Linked DNA regions of Sus scrofa: region 1 is linked to region 2. A link is a contact called in public Hi-C data. All regions are on one chromosome and are shown on one strand. The core of a region is the stretch at or near the end of the contact, and the rest is flanking DNA. Distances in the headings are between cores, read along the strand shown. Region 1 holds the start of KAT2B (histone acetyltransferase KAT2B). Region 2 overlaps RAB5A (RAB5A, member RAS oncogene family).

What was found. A called contact is a pair of places that touch in the nucleus more often than the background predicts.
Region 1: a contact with region 2 is called in a Hi-C map of skeletal muscle, with 1.9 times the contacts expected there. The contact joins the promoter of KAT2B here to the enhancer-like site in region 2. A contact is called at or near these places in 6 of 47 Hi-C or Micro-C datasets (alveolar macrophages, brain, embryonic fibroblasts and 3 more) and 1 of 2 datasets of contacts at active chromatin or transcription factors (alveolar macrophages).

What each region holds. Positions count from the first base shown.
Region 1 is chr13:6,983,268-6,986,523 of Sscrofa11.1, reverse strand. It overlaps KAT2B (histone acetyltransferase KAT2B), which reads right to left and starts at 1,373. Exons shown (of 19, transcript XM_021071366.1): 1 at 1,181-1,373; 2 at 988-1,178. The coding sequence starts at 1,289.
Region 2 is chr13:6,924,617-6,928,037 of Sscrofa11.1, reverse strand. All of the region lies in intron 1 of RAB5A (RAB5A, member RAS oncogene family), which reads right to left. Among named protein-coding and RNA genes, the nearest start is that of RAB5A, 17 kb to the right of the region's middle. Within about 2 kb of position 1,412, at least 2 of the 83 cell types and tissues checked have an H3K27ac peak or open chromatin away from gene starts, as enhancers often do. A contact at or near this core is called in skeletal muscle, where this site is marked.

The sequences.
Region 1 (3,256 bases), core at 124-2,623, 59 kb before region 2:
CGTTTTGCAGCAGGCGGGAGGAATACAGGGGAGGTGTGTGTGTGTGTGTGTGTGTGTGTGTGTCTCTTCCCCGCCTCGGCCACAGGCCGCAGGAGCTGACAAGGCCAAGTCCCCGCCCCCCTCAGCTGTCACCCTGTCAAAACAAAGCCGCTGCTGACAGCGCAGGGCCAGCCTGCCCCGCGGCCTCGGCCAATGTCGCCACTCCAGAAGCTCGGCGCCCACATCTGGATCCGCAGCTCAGGGGTGACTGGGTGCCCAGAGCTGGCATGGAAACGGGATGGCGAGAAACGCGCGTTCTCAAACTGAGCAGTAGCGCCCGCCGCGCTGGGCTGTCACCTTGCCAAATCCTGTTTACACCCCGAGAGGCTGGCGATTCAACTAAACAAGTAATAATACAATAATGACGGGGCTGTCACCGCGCACCTTAACGCCTCTGCCGTCCGCGGAGGGCGCCCGCAGCTCTAAGACCCTGCCTCGGGCTGCACCCAACTTCCCACCCTGCGCGTTCCGCCCCTTAGAGCTCCCAAAGCGCTGGGAGTCAGGGATCCCACTCCAGCCACACTCCTTCCACCCAGCTCCGCCCCACGGAGCACAGGGAAAGGAGGGCGGAGAGGGGACGCTCAGATCCCCAAAGATGTTTTTTTGGCCCTAGGGCGCTCGCCGCACAGTGAGCCCAGCTCCACTCCCAGGAAGGCGCCTCCGGCGAGCTCCTACAGAGCAACAAAGCCCCAGGGCAGCCCAGGAGCGCGAACGCAGCGGCAACTCTTTCCAAAGGGAAGGAAGGAAAGGCTCTCCGTCGCGGAGATCAATTCTCCCTCCCGACAGGACTCTGGTCCGAGAAGCTGCTAATTGGGCGCGGGCACAGCAGCACTTCCGCGGTGCAGCGGCCCCAGGCGGGAGGCGGGAGGTGGGGGCGGGAAGGGGAGGGGGTGGGGTCCTGCGGGCCTGGCCGCTGCTCCTCGGGCGGGCCCCGAGCGGAGCGCGTACCTTGCAGGCGGAGTACACTCCGAGTTTCTCCAGTTTCTTGGCCCGCGGAGCGGAGCGCAGTTGCGCCTTCTTCACCGCGATCCGGGCCGAGCCGCCGCCTCCCGGTCCCTCGGCTGTGCCCGCCGCCGCCACCGCCGTCGCCGGTCCGCAGGCACCCGAGCCCCCGGCGGCGGCGGCGCAAGGGGAGCCTGCGGGGGCGCAGGCGGCGGCGCGGGGGGCGGCGGGGGTAGCGCCCCGAGCCCAGCCCCCGCCCCGGCCCCCGCCCCGCCGCCGCCCGGCCCGGCCCCGCCAGCCTCGGACATGCCGCCCCGGAGCACGGCAGGAGGCGCCGAGTGTCAGGCGCCGCCGCCGCCAGGGTCTCTCTCTCGGGCTCTGGTCGCCGGGAGCGCGAGACCCTCCCCCCGCGCCCTCCCGCCCCTGCGCCCACCCCCCTCCCCGCCCCCGCCCTCCCCGCGCACCGCCCGCCCGGCTCGCTCCGGCCGCGGCCCGCGCGCTGACGGTGGTGGTGGCGGCGGCAGCTGCTCCCCCCGGAGGGAGGGGACTAGCGGCTCCACGGCCGCCGCCGCCGCCACTGCGCCCGCCCTCCCCTGGCTCTTCTCCCCGGGGCCCCGCTCCGCGCGCGGGCCGCGGACATGTTCCCGGGGTGCCTGCGGCGGGTGCTGGCTCCGGAGGAAGGTCGGGCCAGGCACTCCCCCCACCCCGGTAGCTTCCCGCTGCCTGCGGGGCGTGCACCCCCCACCCGGCGCCTGGCACCAGGCGCTCGCCCGCCAGGGGGCGAGGCCAAGCCGGAGGTGGGGGGGACGAGAAGGAGGGTAGGGGCCGGCGCCCAGGCACCTGCTGGCCGCCTCCATCTCAGCAGTCCCCCTTACCCAGCCGACCCCGCCTAGGATGGGGTCGCCGGGGGCGGCAGGGGGGGGAGAGACTCCCATCATCTGTCCCTCCCCACTATTCCACCCTTTCGCAGAACGAAGACAACTTCCTCCACCCTAGCGGGAGCCAGAGGGAAAAAAAAAATATTTTTGAAAAGTACCCGTCCGTGCTAATCCTTTTCTTTGTTGGTAATTCAACCAAAATAAAAGCGTGATGTTTTCCATTTCTCTTTTTAGATACTTTTCTGCCCAACTTCTTTCCTTTAAGAACAGTTTCTTCCTATAAGCAATTTCTAGATCCCACCAGCCAGAGAAAGGAAAAGACTGTTAATCGATATTTTCTGTAATTTTTGTTTGAAAGTGCTGGTTGTTAAAAAGAATGCTAGTCCAAAAAGCACTATTAGAATGAAAGCTACTCGCAGTGGGAAAAGTTCGTTAACAGGACTCATCTCCGCAGGGTGGGACTATAACCTTGTTACTTTTTTTTCTATAATGTTGCATAGTTTTCAGAATTGATATCACCAGCATGCATATTAACCATGAAAAAAAACTTCAGCAGCGTCCAAAAGAATGTGTTGGTTTTGGCTTCAAACTTAAAAACAAAAACAAAACAAAAAACTGAAAAACTCAACTCAGCATTTTCAACTTTGTTGAAACTGTTGAAAGCTACCGTTTTCATTGTTGATGACAATGAGGGTGGTGTTTAGTAATTCAGAGAACACGTTTCAGTTTTTCATTTGAAAGCTGTGCACCTTTGGTCTGCCTCTCTAGAGCAGTTTTTGAAAACACAGGGCTATATCTCAGGACCTGTCACAAATGCCCTGCTTTTGTAATATGAGTCATAATTTTTATGTAATATGGGTCATAATGTGTGTGGGTTTTCGTGTTTGTTTTGGTTTTTTTTTTTTTTTTTTTTTTTTTTTGGTCTTTTTGTCTTTTTAGGGCTGAACCCACAGCATATGGAGGTTCCTAGGCTAGGGCTTGAATCAGAGCTGTAGCTGTCAACCTGCACCACAGCCATAGCCACAGCCACAGCCACAGCCACTCGGGATCCAAGATGTGTCTGAGACCTACACCACTGTTCACAGGCAACACCGGATCCTTAACCCACTGAGCCACACAAGAACTTCAAAAAAAATTACAAATATTAAAGTCTAGTTGATTGTGCTCATGCTTAAAGTTTAGGGGTGCAGTGCCCTGATATGTGCAGTGTGCTTTAAGAAGCATTAAAAAAAAAAAAAAGATGAATTGATGCATCTGTGAAAGGGCAGATAGGCAGATGAACAGACAGATATGTGATAAAGCAAGCAGAGCAAAATGTTGAGTTGAATATAGGTACAGGGATGTTCATTGTGCTGTCCTTTTAAACTTTTTTCTGTATGTCTGAAATTTTCATCATA
Region 2 (3,421 bases), core at 163-2,662:
GGGAGGACATTGGATCCCAATCATATTAACAAAGAATAAGAACAATTAACTTACTCCTCAACGCCCCTTAGAAGCCATTCCTCATCACACCCTTTCAACAGGTCCTCCCTTTGTGCTCCCAGACTTCTCTGTTGCAAGAACATGTTTCACACACTTTCTATAACCACTGATTAACCTTATCTTTTTATTCTCCCAGGGAGTTCCCTGAGAAACCTGCCCATAACCAGTATCTAATATAAACCTCAGTCCATACAAATGTTCAAAAAGTTTGCTGAAGTTCATTAAGAGATGTGTAGAACTATTTCGGGGCTATTTTAATATTTGACTAGATACAGTTCTCAAATGGGAAAAAAATAGGTATTTTTAAAAAACTCCTCTCAACTTACTACATAAGTAAAATAATCTTAAAGTACTAATGACATTTTTTTTTTTTTTTTTTTTTTTTTTGCTTTTTAGGGCCACACCTGCAGCACATGGAGGTTCCCAGGCTAGGGGTCTAATCGGAGCTGTAGCTGCCGGCCTACACCACAGCAACGCCAGATTTCAGCCACGTTTGCAACCTACACCATAGCTCATGGCAACACTGGATCCTTAACCCACTGAGAGAGGTCAGGGATCAAACCCACAACCTCATGGTTCCTAGTCGGATTCATTTCCACTGTACCACAATGGGAACTCCCAGCGAGATCTTTTAAACTTAACACCATATTGTTCTTGTGGTATGATAAAAAGAACATAATTTGGGAGGAGAAGAAAAAGACCAATATTAGATGCCAGGGGTAGGGTACAACAAAACACATTAAAACACATTAAAACTATTTAAATGTGTTAAGAGTGCCACAGGGCAGAAGTATTATGGGAATAGGATAAGGCACTACTATAAACATTATATACTGCAAGAACATCAAGATTTCCCAAAGTTCTCAAGGTTTCAAATACTACTGAAGTATTTAACTTCTCCCATAAAAGTCAGTCAAGTACAGCTGACATCTTCAAATCCTCAGTGCTTCTAAAAATACATTACTAATCATTTATATAGTTATAAAAATAAATTCTAGTACCCAAAATATAAACCACTGATAAACACTGTAGCAATGTTTAACCAACCACAAACTTACCTGAATCTGCAAAACCACTTTAATTTATCCAAAACGTCTATTTTTCTGGCTAAGAACCATCACTTTCTTAGACCTCTTCATTTTCTCTTCACTTCCATCACCAGCACTAGCAGTTGATTTTCTTTTCGGGCCCATATTTCACAAAGAAACAGCTTTTATCACTTCGAGAGTTACTGTGTACGCGACGACAAGTAGAGAAAAACAAAGCTGCGTTGAGATGCAGGTGCTGGCCTGTCTAATAGGCTCCTTCTTTGCGCTTACATGATCAGTTCCTATTTGTAGCCTAGCAGCAAGCAAGCAACATTTCAGTCTCAGCAAAACTACAAATTACTGAATGACAGACCTTGGAGTCAGCTGAGAGTAGCTGAAACTGTAAATGTTAAATCTGCAAATATCAAAGGCCTATAACGTGAAGACCTTTATAAATAATAAGCAAGGAGACACTGCAACGCACTGAGCAAGGGAAAGAACATCCAAATCAAGAGCATAACCCAAAGGTTAATAATTCATTAAAAAAAAAGTTTTAACAAACAAAATGATTCTACATGAATTAAAGAGAAGGGCAAAAAAGAAAAACCAAGGAACCAATATCACCCCAACCTTCAACTTACTATTTATTAAACCTGATAGGAAAGAATACTTTATTAGAATGGACCAAAAATCCTACAAGACTAGCAAGTATGACTACATAAAAATTAAGAGAGTTTAGGTTTGTAAAACATGTATCATACATTCAAAACGTAGGGGCAAACACATTTAGAAAAATTTCTACAGTGGATGGCATGAGATTAATTTTTACTACGTAGAAAGCTCATATAAATCTTAGGGAAACTCCAAAAGCATCAAAGATAAACGTGTAAAGAAAATTCACAAAAGAAATGTAACATAGAAAAAAATCACCACTAGTAATCAACAAAATCAAGATATCTTCACAGTAAAAATAGTTAAGTTTTACCCCCTCACTTAGCAAAATTAAAAAAAAATAGAGTGTAGAAAAACTTATGCTCTGCTGGAGATATTTTTAACTGTTTTAAAAATAACTGTGCCAATATGTGGTAAAGCCATAAAAATGCCAGTATTTTCTAATCTGTTATCTTATGGAATCTCCAAAAGATAAGGAGCAGGAAAGTAGGGAGAACACACTTTTATGCTCAAAGTATTTTTGTATTTAACAATAAGAAATAGCCTAATGTATAAATGAAAAGGCAACAGTGGCTTGGTTAAGAATTAAAATGGCTATAAGTAAAATGATACCTTAATTGCCTAAAACTACACAACACACACACACTCCATGACTGACTATTTTCCCTTACACAAAACTTTCATAGACGTGGTGAATTTCATGCCCTCTTAAACCTTAGAGGATACAGCTGTTAGAGAGGGGGAGGGCCTTATTCCAGATCACAGATGTAGATCAGGGGCCTGTGATCATAAAATCCGTGTGAGAGGTTGTTTGGAAGTGATAATGTAGGGAAGGGAGTCAAAGGTTTTTAGAGCCAAGTAATTCAATGGATGAGTCTAACGGATTCGGATCAAACTTCTAACCAGAGAGAAAGATGGCAGGAACTGACCAAGTGGAATCATAAACCAGGTACCAAAGTTGTCCATGAAAGTAGAAATTGGTCTGCTGGGAAAATGAATATTAATAGAAATAGTATTATAACATGTGAATTTTATCAGACAGATGAGTATTGACTTCAGATGATAAAAATGTACAAAAAAAAGACTATATGGATGGTTTAAGAGCCAATGATAGCCAAAACAAAAACTGAGGCCATTTTTATTTTCCACTAAAATTTTATGTGTGGGAGTTCTCGTCGTGGTGCAGCAGAAACAAATCCAACTAGGAACCATGAGGTTGTGGGTTCGATCCCTGGCCTTGCTCAGTGGATTAAGGATCTGGCAAGGCCATGAGCTGAGGTGTAAGACGAAGATGCAGCTCAGATCTGGCGTTGCTGTGGTGTAGGCCAGCAGCTGTAGCTCCAATTTGACCCCTAGAGCCTGGGAACCTCCATAGGCCACCAGTGTGGCCCTAAAAAGCCAAAAAAATAATGTGTGTATTGAAGGGAGTACCCAGTAGATTATGGCAGCAAAGAAGACAAATACCACATATTCAGGGAAGGGTTACACTTCAACTAATGCAAGGAAGAAGAGAAGAAAGGGAATAAAAATAGATTGTGGCAGAGAGGAAAGCATACAGTGATTAAATCCAAATACTCCAAAAGCCTGGCAACAAGGTAAAAATTTTTACTATATACAAATAAGAAAAACAATTTTTACTATATGGATCGTATATAAAAAGA